Regions from separate parts of the Mus musculus genome. Here region 2 is linked to region 1. A link is a contact called in public Hi-C data. All regions are on one chromosome and are shown on one strand. Each heading gives the region's core, a stretch centred on a gene start, on an enhancer-like site or on the middle of the called end of the contact. The rest is flanking DNA. Distances are from core to core; before and after follow the strand shown.

The links. Hi-C and Micro-C count contacts between places; a contact is called where the count stands out from the background.
Region 2: a Hi-C map of cortical neurons shows a contact between it and region 1, with 2.9 times the contacts expected there. The contact joins two enhancer-like sites. A contact is called at or near these places in 3 of 39 promoter capture datasets (the 3T3-L1 cell line, hippocampal neurons and liver), 6 of 15 datasets of contacts at CTCF or cohesin (embryonic stem cells, large pre-B cells, pro-B cells and 1 more), 96 of 484 Hi-C or Micro-C datasets (the 3T3-L1 cell line, 8-cell embryo, B cells and 44 more), 9 of 115 datasets of contacts at active chromatin or transcription factors (astrocytes, differentiating embryonic stem cells, embryonic stem cells and 4 more) and 1 of 9 other capture datasets (embryonic stem cells).

Annotation. Positions count from the first base shown.
Region 1 is chr17:30,223,611-30,229,480 of GRCm38.p6, reverse strand. Btbd9 (BTB (POZ) domain containing 9) reads left to right here. Exons shown (of 11, transcript NM_027060.1): 10 at 603-681. Among named protein-coding and RNA genes, the nearest start is that of Zfand3, 220 kb to the right of the region's middle. Within about 2 kb of position 3,895, at least 14 of the 459 cell types and tissues checked have an H3K27ac peak or open chromatin away from gene starts, as enhancers often do. A contact at or near this core is called in cortical neurons, where this site is marked.
Region 2 is chr17:30,456,208-30,462,065 of GRCm38.p6, reverse strand. The region is part of intron 6 of Btbd9 (BTB (POZ) domain containing 9); the gene reads left to right. Among named protein-coding and RNA genes, the nearest start is that of Btbd9, 120 kb to the left of the region's middle. Within about 2 kb of position 3,560, at least 32 of the 459 cell types and tissues checked have an H3K27ac peak or open chromatin away from gene starts, as enhancers often do. A contact at or near this core is called in cortical neurons, where this site is marked.

The sequences.
Region 1 (5,870 bases), core at 2,646-5,145:
CTGCAAAGGTTGGAGCCTTGCTGTGCACCTGCCTGCCTGGGGACCAGCTCTGGCGTGGAAGTGAGCCCTGCAGCTCCAAGCTCAAGCATAGAACCTGCCTCACCCTGTTCCACCCAGCCACTGCCCCCTACCCTGCTTCAAAACGTCCTCTCCAGCTACCAGGACAGACACTCTACCCCTGACTCAAGTTTGCTGTATGTACTGAATTACCTACCGATGCCAGCAGCAGCCCAGTGAGGCAGGCCCGCCCAGCCCTGCCCACACGTAGACGAGAACATCTCTTCTATAAACTCCTACCACCCTTGATTATGTACATTCAGACATCCTCTTGTCACCAGGCAAGCATGGTCTACAGTCTTGCTTTGTTTCCTGATAACTATGCACCCTCAGTCAGAGTCACAGACAGTAACAGTGCCTGTTCTGGGAGATGGCAGATGCCCAAATAGGACACTGTCTTTCCTGCTTCCTTCAGTGACATCGTAGGGGAAGCCCTGCCCCATCTCCAACCCCATCCCTCTGCAGATTGGGTCTCCTGGTACAGGAGCTGCCGTCAGCAGGGCCAGCTGTACCAGCTAACCAGGCAAACTGTTGCTTCCTCTCAGGTCCTGGCAGTCAGTCACTTTTGAAAGACAGCCTGCATCCTTCATCCGAATCGTCGGGACACACAACACAGCAAATGAGGTAAGGCTCTCCTGAGAACTACAGTGGCATTTCCTGACAACCAGGTAACCAGCGCATCCCAAGTGGGCTGTTGGCCCTGCCTGCCAGTGGCACTTAGTTACCACAGCTCCATATAAAGGAAGTGACTGAGCTATTGTCCCTGTGTGCTGTGTGGGTGGCTAAGCTGTGGCCCCTGTGGTCTGTGTGGGTGACTCTTGTCCTTATGCACTCTCTCTCTTGCTCTGTTGACGTTCCTCATTAGCTACACCTCTGAGAAGCCTAAAGTAATGGCCATGCTTGCACTGTGTCACTGTCATGTCTGCTTCGCCCAGAGCTACCAGAGCCCTCCGGGGCCTCTGTACTTGGTATGTAGCTAGTGTGTGCTTGGCGTGTAGCTAGCACGCGCTGGGATCTGGTCAGAAGTGCTGGTGTTCCCATGGGTGGGTGATACCATAGAAGGGAAGCCTGTGGCATAAGCACCCACACCAGGGACCCACTTGCTGGCCTCCTGCCCTGGCGTCTCGGAGGGTGGGGACTCCTGTTGAGTCCTGCAAGAGTACCCCAACCAGAGTACCCCAATGTGTGAAGGGAAAACATGTTAGCTATTGAACGGAAGGACAAGACAGACGAGAGGAATGCTGGGAGGGGCTCCTCCTGCCTTTGGGGAAGAGGGCTCCATATTGTCATTTGAACATCCTGACCCCACTAGAGCCAGCCCAGATGTGACAGTTGTTTTCATGATGTCCCTTCTTCCAGAAAGTATCTAGGTGTGTTGAGCGCTTCAAATAACACTTTCAAAAGTGGAAATATTGTTGCAATTTAGTTCTGTTTTTGCCTTTTTACTTATTTAGGATAGTAATGATCCACACCCACAATGATTTCTTACACAGAACAGCTTGTAAATAGAACCCCAAATGTTTTCTGCAAAACTAACCTGAAAATTTCAAAAGAGTGAGTCCACTGACACCTTTACAGATGTCTGAACCTTCTGTCCTAAGCAGGTATGGTAAGCAACTGGAAAACATCTTAAATCATAGAATATATGACAAACAGGACTTCAAGGGAGAATCCTTAAACTGTCATCCTGGAAGCCTGCATCTTCCTGGAGACATGAGGGTGTAGTTCACTCCCAGACAGAATGTTCCTGAGTTTGGGGTACCCTCTGGGGGTACCAGTGTCCCCTGTCAGGGCAGAGTGAAAGGAGAAGGGAGGAGGATGCTTGGAGCTGGAGAGCAGAACTCCTGGGGTCAGCCCAGAGGGACAGCTGACGATGGGGCACAGCCAGGGCATGGAACCTAGGGATGAATGTCCGGGAAGGCACCGTCTGTCAGCCCAGGGAGCCTGTTGCATGCCACCAGAACAGATAGATACATGTGTGCTTCACCTCAGGAAGTTAGCCTTTCAGGGCCAAGGTGCAGTGCACGCAGTCTTCCTGGTAGAGAAGATGGCTCATCTCTCTTCCCTTGAGTGGCCTTTTTTGGGACATATCCCTGGAAGTGGAATTACCATGAGCTCTGGTTCCCCCCTTTCTGTGAGGACACTAACCACAGGGCTCTAGCCCCATGATCCCTTCTAAACCTAGTGGCCCTCAAAGGCCCTGCCTTCTGGTGCTGTTCCTCAGGGGTGGAGTCAGTCACACTGTATGAATCTGGGGGGATATGGATGTGGAGTTCTTATAGGACTTGTTTCCTTCAGCTGAGTTCTTGTACCCCAGGCATGTACTGATGCTGCTGTTGTCATGGTACACAGGAGGACCTGGGTCTTGTTCTTTAATTGGCCATGAAATAGCCACTGTGTTCATAAAAGGAAGGAGACCATGAGCACCCTGATGCTTTGCCAGAGTGGGGTTGTGAGCAGCCAGGATGGGGACAGGGTGTCCTAGTCAGTATGGATGTGGCTGAGACGCTCCTTGTAGGGACTTCTCTGTAGTCTCTACAGCCTAGAGCCCATGAGATAACAAGGTCTCAGCCTCCATGGTAGATTCTGCCTTAACCCTCGAACATCCAGCTGGCTTAGAATAACAGAGGGCAGATACTGAGGAGGGGTCTGTGCCCATGACTGGACTGTGTCCAGCCAGGCCCTCTTCATCCAGAGGCTTAGCACCTGTCTGCTGTGGTAACTCCCCCTTTACCTTAAATCTAGGCAGCTCTGGGCAATGGCAGCTGCTCCATCTGTAGAGGTTCTGGTCTCTTAGTCACCCATTTGAGCATGCTTCCCTCCAGCCTTCTGCAGTCCTTTAGGAAGCCCTGCTTCTCCTCCCTGTTGGCCCAGTTCCCACCTATCCACAGAAGAACTGGCGGTCAACACAGTGGTCCCATCCATGTTGGATGCACGTCACAGTGGGCTAAAGGACACCAAGGATCTCAGATAGTAGGATCCCCTTTCCGTACGCCACAGACTAGGAGAGATTTCATGTAAGAACCCTGCTAAGGCAAAGGTCAGGAAGGGGACAGCCACTGTCTCTAACAGCCTGGAATTCCTGGGTAGGAAGGCTTAGGTCAGGCAGGAGAGCTCTTCTCACACCTCGGTGGTGGCTAAGTGTGTATAGTTCTCATTAACTGTGATATAGATAAGTACTCTGTACCGGGAGATCCTCCCTAGACATCCTCTTGGAACTTCTGTACCATGGTCTGCCTCTTGATGATGAACAGTCACTTTCCTAAGAGTTGGGACGGGGCCAGGGACAGTGTTACATCAAGTTAGGGTGGCCCCTAACATCTGATTGCTGTGTCTCCCTAAAAATCATGAGAGATAGTGAGATGCCAAAGTGGGCACTGCTCCACCCTGGCCTATACCTCGGGTAACTGCATCATATGCTCATGGGCTTGCGTTGTGCAACAAACATGCTAGCGGAGGGGTGTTGTGGGGCTGAGCTTGAGCATGTCTAGGAACTACAGCCTCTCTGTCTAGCAGAGTGTCCCTCTTGAAGAGCCCTGTACTCGAGTAACATTTATTTCTAAGTCATGTTTCAAATGGTGGACAGGGGGACAGGGTATCTGCTGTGGTCCTGATGCGGGCATGCCTAGGGATGGCCGAAGGGTAGGGTTTCTCTGAGCATCCTGAGAGCATCTAGATGAGGGCTTGCAGGTCATCCCACTCTGTGTCCATGCCAGGAATGGTAACCAGCTATGAGCTTGCTGCAAGAGGGTCTCACTGGCCAGCAGCAGCAGGGCAGGGTCTGCATTTGGCTGCTTGAGCTGCCTTCCAGGCTGAGGGGCCTGCGAGTGCTTCTGGGATCCTAGTACCGCCTCGTTCCCATAGCAACATGTGGCTTTAGTGGAAAAATAAAGCCAGGGAGACAGACTCTGGAAAAACTAAATAAATGTTCATTGCTGGCCTGAGATAATTATTTCCCAGACCTCCTCTGGCGTGTGCCCTGATCCCCTGCAGGACTGTCCTTCAGAGTTCTCCCCAGAGACATCTGGGCCCAGAAGGCCCTCTGTGCCCTGCAGTGGCAGACATGCAGCAAACAGCAGGTAGCTGCAGACTCAGAGCAAATAGAGAAGACAGCCCCACCCTGCACAAAATAGCCCTGCCCTGCACAAGATAGCCCTGCCCTGCAATGGACAGCTCCAGCCTGCAGCCCCTATTCCTCCAGAGAGACTGTACTCCTGGAGGGTACAGCATGAACCGACCCTGGCACACACAGGCTCATGTGCTACCATGGACAGGGTACTGTGTGCAGTGTGAGGGCAGCAGCAGCCTGGGTGCACAGACAGCTGGACTTGGGGAGTGGTCCCAGAGGAGTAGGCCTATGCCCTGCACTGCAGCTCCTGAGAGTGGAGACCATGGCATGGCACACACAGTCCTCCACAGGGTGAGTGGGGACAGAGTGTCTGTGCAGGAGTCCAAGAGTCAGCTCTCAGGGATCACTAGTGAGAAGAGGAGGGAGGAGGGAGAGCTGGAGTCTTGCTCAAGGTTGTGTCCTCTTGTCCTGGGAGGAGAGGGCAATGTGGCACTTGTGAGAAGATGGAGGGAGGAGGAGAAGTGCAGAGTGGGATCTGGGAAGGTAGCAGACCTCAGCAGCGAGGCACTCAGTGGGGGTTAAGTGCCTGTGGAAAGGCTGAGGGGACCACAGGAGAACCAGCTGGCATGTGGCAGGGAGGCAAGAAAAGACAGGCCACACTGTGCCACCTTCCCCCACCACTTCGTGACCCCAAGTCACTTTACTGTTGACCTTTGTAGGAGTAAGCCCTGGCCAGGTCACATCTGCCAGGACTGGGGACTCAGGCATCCCAGAAACCCTGGGGCCACGGATTCTCCCCACTCTTTTCTGTGCGTTTGCTTTGCTTTTAAATGACTTGGAAGTTTCCCCACAGACTAACAAGAGGCCCTTCCCTCACCTTGCTTAGGCTCTGTGTCCTCTGACCGGAGGGCTAAGAATGGCTCCCAGAAGGAACAGTTGAGCTGCAGTCGCTGGGCCACGTGCACTCAGGTGCGGTGCCAGGGTGGCGCTTACTGTCAGGGTGCAGCGTCACTCAGTCAGGCATTTCCTTCTGGAAATGCCTCCACAGGACACCCGTCTCCTAGGTGACTCTCAGCCCAGTCAGAAGGCGACTCAGAAACACATTAAACAGAAGGAGGAAGAAGAGGAGGAAAACGATTGTAGCTCTACCTAAGGAAAGGTTACTTTTTTTCCAGAACTTTCCAAACAGTAGGGTTGTAGCTCTCTGTGGTTAGGAGGGAGCGGTGCCAGGCCTAAGCATTGTCAGCAGAATCTTAATTCCATACCCAGGGATAAATTAATACTCATAGAAAATAATACGTGCGCCTTCATACCGAGGTGCACGCCTTTAACCCAGCACTTGGAAGGTAGAGGCAGAAAGATCAGGAGTTTTGGGCCACCCTCAGCTGTGTATAAATTTCAGGCCATTCTGGGCTTCATGAAACCCTGTCCCCACTCTTCTCCCCCAGATGTCTCCCTGTTAAGTCGTCCCTTGTTTGAAAATAGCATTGTGGTGACCTGAATAAGAATGGCCTCGAAAGACTTGTGTTTGAATGCTTAGTCACTGGAAAGCTATAGTATTTGAAAAGATTGGAAAGATTAGGAGGTGCGGCCTAGTTGGAGGAAGTATGTCACTGGAGGTGGGCTTTCGGGTCTCCGAGGTGAGCAGAAGAGGTCACTGGCTGCTATAATGGGGCTGGCTCATGGCTGACATGGTGATGGGTGCGGTCCTGGGATGGAGGGACAGTCCTTAAGCCTTCATCTA
Region 2 (5,858 bases), core at 2,311-4,810, 230 kb before region 1:
TGGACCTCTTGAAGTGTTCTCTGGGACTCCCCAGATGATGCTTTGAGAACTTTGCTCTCTTTATATCAAGATGTGGGTGAACTGTAAGCTGGTGAGGACCACCATGAAAGAAGGAATAGATGCTAAGAGGCCAAGACTTCCATCCTGGCCTCTGTGGTAGCCAGTGTCTAACGCCTACTGTGCCTGCCTCTGGGCTAAGCCAGTGTCTGATGCCTCTCTGTGTACCCAAACACTAACATGTGTTAGTTGCTTTCTCAACATAAAACTCATATTGACAGCAAAAATATTTTTAGTAATATGAATTAGCTCTTTTACATACAGCATTTATTGATTGAGAAACTGCCCCAAAAGAGCTACTGTGTGTTAGTTCTGGTTTTTAATAAATTTATTAATCACAGCAGTCCCTTTGGATAGTATTGAGAGAACTCCACACCTGTTTTGTGCAGAGTGCCTTGGTCTGCAGGAAGGCTTGGTGCCAAGGCTTGCAGACCCCTTACGAGTCACAGTGCATGGTTTTGTTACTGGCTGCTTGGAGGACCTAGAGATTGGCAATTGAGATTGCTTGCCAGATTTTGATGCCAACATTAAAGGAGCTGAGGGGTGGGTTTACTTGGAAGTTACAACTTTTTGTTGCTCTTTATCAGGGTGGCTTTTTGTCATTAAGAAACTTAAGCAAAACCAAGCAAACTGGAACCCAGAGTTTTGAATGTGTGAGCTCCAAGGGCCTCTGTGGCTCTTGCCTGACCCTAATATTCTAGTGTTGGAGGATGGGACTTGCGGGTCCAGTACCAGTGTACCAGCATCGGGAGATGCTGCTGAGAGTTCAGGGAGGAGGATTGTGTTGAGGGAGTTAATACTGAGCCAGAACAAAGTAGAAGTGTGTGGATGGTGCAGGAGGAGGAGTGAGAAATTAAATGGTGTCTCTTTAGAAGGCTGCCTTATTGCAGTCTACATGGCTCCTTGGGGATTTCTCTACTGAGTACAAGAAAATCAGCAAGCACTTCTTGAAAAACCCAGATGAAATTACTGCCATAAATTTTTTTCATGGTATAAAACCCTTAATTTAGATGGGGAGGGTTTATTACCAGTGTTTTCTTGGCATGGCTAAGTTCAATTAATTTCAGATGACAAGCTTTCCCTACCCCCACCCCCAATATGTGGAAGGTACCATTTGTTACTTGTTTGCCTTTGGCTCTGGAGACCTCATTAAGGGCAGGAGAAAGGGATTCTATCTCCTGTCTTTTGACACCTTTCTCTTCTTTGGTGGATTCAGACCATTTGCATTGTCATATGGAAAGGATGGGGTTATGTGTGTGAGGAGATTTGCAGACAAAAATGATCTTGTTTATACCTTTTAAATATTGATTTCAAATGACTATTGCAAGTTTAAAAACTGTCAGCGCAGTGTTCAGCTCAGCTGTTTGGCAGACTAAAGATGAGGCCTCTGAAGATTGTGGCGACGTTTCACCAGGAAGCTTACATGGCTTCTCTGACACCTGATTGGGAACCTCCCTGGTTGTTTGATAGTAGGAACAAGATGTCAACAGAGTATCATGTTCCCTCGCACACTAAGACATAGCATGCTGCATCTTCAGGTTCTTGTTCCTATCGAAACTCTGTGAGCATATCTTGCAAACAAGAGATATAATCTATGGTGTTTTGTTTTGTTTTTCCTGCATATAATAAAGAATCTATTGTAGTGTGAATAAAAGCAGTCGCGAGCGATTCATTGCTGTGTGTGAAGTGCACTGTCCGCGTCTTTGTGCATGTGATGGTTTATTTTACTTACAGAAGCAGATAGAGAAATTAGAATTGAGCTGATAGAGAAGATATATTACATAAATAAGCAATTCCAACAAAAGTTTTGCCATAATAACAAATAAATACCCTGCTTCAGAGGTTGGAGATTAGAATTCTGTTACATTAAATGCTTGACAATTAATTAGCTATTGTCTGTAAAGGTTCCCAAGATGACAAGTTACTTAAACACTGTTATTAGGAATAGCTGGATTAGTAATAATAATGCTCAAGTGCCATTGGCAACAATGAGGAGATTTTAAAAATAAAGATAAATGCATATGATCACAGTCAAAGTGATTTGTGTGCTGAATGCAGAGCAGGCGGTCCCTGGGCACCGTGCTTCCGAGACTGCAAGACTGCCGTGACGAATGTGCTGGGCTTGGCACACTCCTCTGAAGAGCATGAGACAAGAGTACTTAATTTGTTAATAGTATTTTTTTTTCCTCTGCTCTGTTGTGTTACCTAAGTAGTGTTGGCTTAGTAAAGAGAAGAGTGCTGACAGAAGGCAGGCTTGGCAGAGGCCATCACCAAAGACCCCAGAGACTCTGCCACTTGTTACTGTGTGTGTGTCTTTAAAAATGCTATATGATTTGGTATGGTTAAAATTTAACTTCTGGCTGGTGAGATGCTCAGCGGTTAAGAGCACTGACTGCTCTTCTGAAGGTCCTGAGTTCAAATCCCAGCAACCACATGGTGGCTCACAACCATCTGTAATGAGATCTGATACCCTCTTCTGGAGTGTCTGAAGACAGCTACAGTGTACTTATATATAATAAATAAATCTTTAAAAAAATTTAACTTCATTCAGTGTACAGATTTTTGTTTTGTGGAATTTATACCCATGGACCCCATTTGTTTTGTGTGTAATTTTGCAAGAAAAATCACTGTGGAGCCTATAACTGGCCTGGTGTCAACAACAGACATGGCCAAGATCAAAGTGACACCCATGCACTTACTATGTAAAGTGAAGCTTAGGAGTGTTGCTGTTGTCTTCTTGGTCTGAGAAGAACTTTTTTATTAAATTGAATGTGTGCAGGGTCAGTAGTTGACACCCGCTCTCCCTCTGATGCCTGCTCTCTGTTACTGTTGGGTTCGGGCTGTGAGCGGAAGGGTTCAGGGTACTGCTTGGCAGAGGATTGTAAACAGAACGTTCTGTCCAGTGCTCATGGGCTGCTCCCTGCTCTGTATTTTTGTTGTTGGTTAGTACTATGGAGCAGATCAAGAGAACCATGCGGCTTTGAGAAGTATCTTTGCCTCTAAATAATGAAGCAACTTATTTATGTTCTGTTCAGCTCCTTGGTACAGTCTGCTGTTTGGAAGTATTTATAGTGTTCCTCTGCCCATGAATATGGAGTGTAGATGACAGACTGGTTCTGACGTTGTGGCTTGTCCTTGATAACCTTGTGCAAGTCTGGAGAAGACCGAGATGGCTGGGATCTGGCTATGGGTACCAAAGACAGGTGCTGCAGGCCGCCAGACTCTCACAGGAAGGTAGCTTCTGTTATAAATGATCAGACTTCTGGCCCAGGTCATTTGTTGGGAGTTACCTGATTCTTGGTCTCTCTAGAGATGTTTGTTCATAGAAAAGTGACTTGACAGTGTTCCTCTAGAGGCAACAAGTTGCAACAGGAGTGTGAGACTGAGGGCACCTTAGTCTTAAACCCATCTGTTCTCACGTGCCTGAAGCATGCCCTTACCCAACTCCTCCTCTGCAGAGCTGGCTTGCTGCACTGCCAGTTGCCTGTAGTTTACTCTAGCCAGGCTTGCCTAATTAGGTCTTGAATAATACTTCAGTGTTGCCTGGAATGGAGAAAAGAGCTGGGCCCCAGCTGTTACCCAGTAGCTAGAGTGTCTGGAATCCTCTGGCATGAGTGGCTGTGATGTGGTGCTGAGGGTTGGCCATCCTCATCGACTGTCCTTCTCTCCCTGAGTATTCTTTGCAGTTTTCTTCTCTCCGTATGGGCCCCTTTCCTGATCTTCTGCTCCTGTCTCTTAGTTTCTCTTTCCACATACTGAACGAGGGAACTTGAGGACAAGCTTTTCGTCCACACTGCTGCCCAGTGTCCCCTATGTAGGACCCAGTATGCCTGATCATTTTGATCTCAGAGTTAGCTAGCTCCAACAGCACACCTATGAGACATCTCCTGAAAGACTGGGGAGGTGGCTTAGTAGCTAAGGCCATCAGCTAGGCTTCATGAGGTACCCAGTTTGCTTTGCAGAGTCAGGGATGGCTATAGATGGCTCAAAACCCCTGCACTAATGACTTCCATGGCAACTGCACTCAGGTGCGCACACAGACACACTGCACACATAATTAATAAAAAAAAATTAAGTTAGAAAAGAAACATCTGTGGAGTATGCATCATCTTGTGTGCTGAGTGAAATGTTTCGAGAGGGAATCCATTTGAAGGGAGGGGAGAAATCCTTGAGCCCTGAGTTAGAGAGTATAAATCACAAGTCAATATGAACTTCAGATAATCCTTTATCCAGCAGCGATGTGTGACAGCACTTGGAGGTGGGAAAATTCCCTCCTTGTGTACTTTTGGAGAAATCCAGTGTTTTTATTTGGTACAGTTGCATATTCATTCCTAACAGACTGCGTTCTGAAAGAATTGGACTTTTATAGATTCTATGAATATTCAGAGAGTCACCAGAGCCGAGTCTGTCCTTTACCTTATGTGTCTAGACCCATCTGTCATTTCTTGCTAGATAGTTCTACTTCTCTTTCGCAGCGTTTGCCTTTTGGATAAAGCATTCCCCATTGTTGACCGGGGGTGGGTGGGGGTGGGGGGTTGGGGGTTGCTGGTGGCTTTGGTTCTCTGCTTGAAGGTAGGCAGTCCTCAGAGTGGATCTTTGGAGGGACACAAAGACAGATGGACACAGCCTTCTGTCTGTCAGTGTTCCCTCTGGGCTGTCTCCCATACCTTGGGTGGTGGTGTTCCCTCTGGAAAGCAGTTAGGACATTGTTTAGCATACTGGCTCAGCAAGGGGCACAGGATGGCTGTTGCCACTAACTCATCAGAGAACTTGGCAAGCAGCAGACCAGACTCTGGAAGCCTTATTCATTAGCATATTAATTGACATGACCATTAGCCTTAAGCCCAAATTTTAAAAGTTGTCCCATGAGTCCCTTCTCCTGGTACCCTCTTATTTCTCTCAAGCCTATTTACATCTTAAAAAACAAAAGCATGCTTTCAACATTTTAAAACTTAGGCTCCTTTTGATAAACTTGAAAGTCTTATAGTACCTTTACTATTATTTAAGATATTAATTAAAAGGAAAGAATCAAAGTAATGACAGTCGTGAAGGCCATTTTTCATCCTACAGTTGAGGTCATTGTGAGGTTGCTTGCCTGCCACAAGCTTGACAGAGTCCGGTGTAGGTCACTTTCACCTCATGGTGCTCATTTGCTTTATCATTGTCATACAGGGTGTGAGGCTCCTTTCCAGTGTCCTCCGTGTGCTGTGTCCTTTGAGGTTACACTCATGCCCAGCTCCCCCTGCTCAAAGGTTGGGAAGCTTGACTCCCCTACTGTCTTCTGTCATCCCGCTTTAAACCCGTAACTAGGAAGAAGCAGGTGAAGTAATTGAGATGGCTTAAGTGAGGCATTTTTATTCCTGAGCACATCCTGTTCCCTGTGAGCATCCCGTGGGGCTGCGCTACCGTTCCTCCTCTTCAGTGTCCTTACTTTCCAGATGTCCCTGCAAGGTCAGCGAGGCCCTGTCTGCCAGCCTCACTCAGACTCACTCCCATGCCAGCGGCCCTTCTGTGTACGGTGAGTGAAGTAAACAGACCGCAACCTCCCGGCTCTTCAGTGTGGGGCAGTAAAGGGCTGGACTTGTATAGAAAGCCGCTGTAAGGAGGTTCACTGGTTCCGCTGAGTGCTTCCCAGTCCACTAACTCCACCTCAAGTGCCCCTCCCTGTGCGATGGGTCTTTTGCAATTTTCAGTCGTCAGAGGGGCCAGAGAAGAGAACTGACATCTTTGAAGATGTTCTGTGCATGTTTGAGGTGGTAGGGCCAGATGTAGCTCTTATATTGTGAAATTGAACCCTCAGT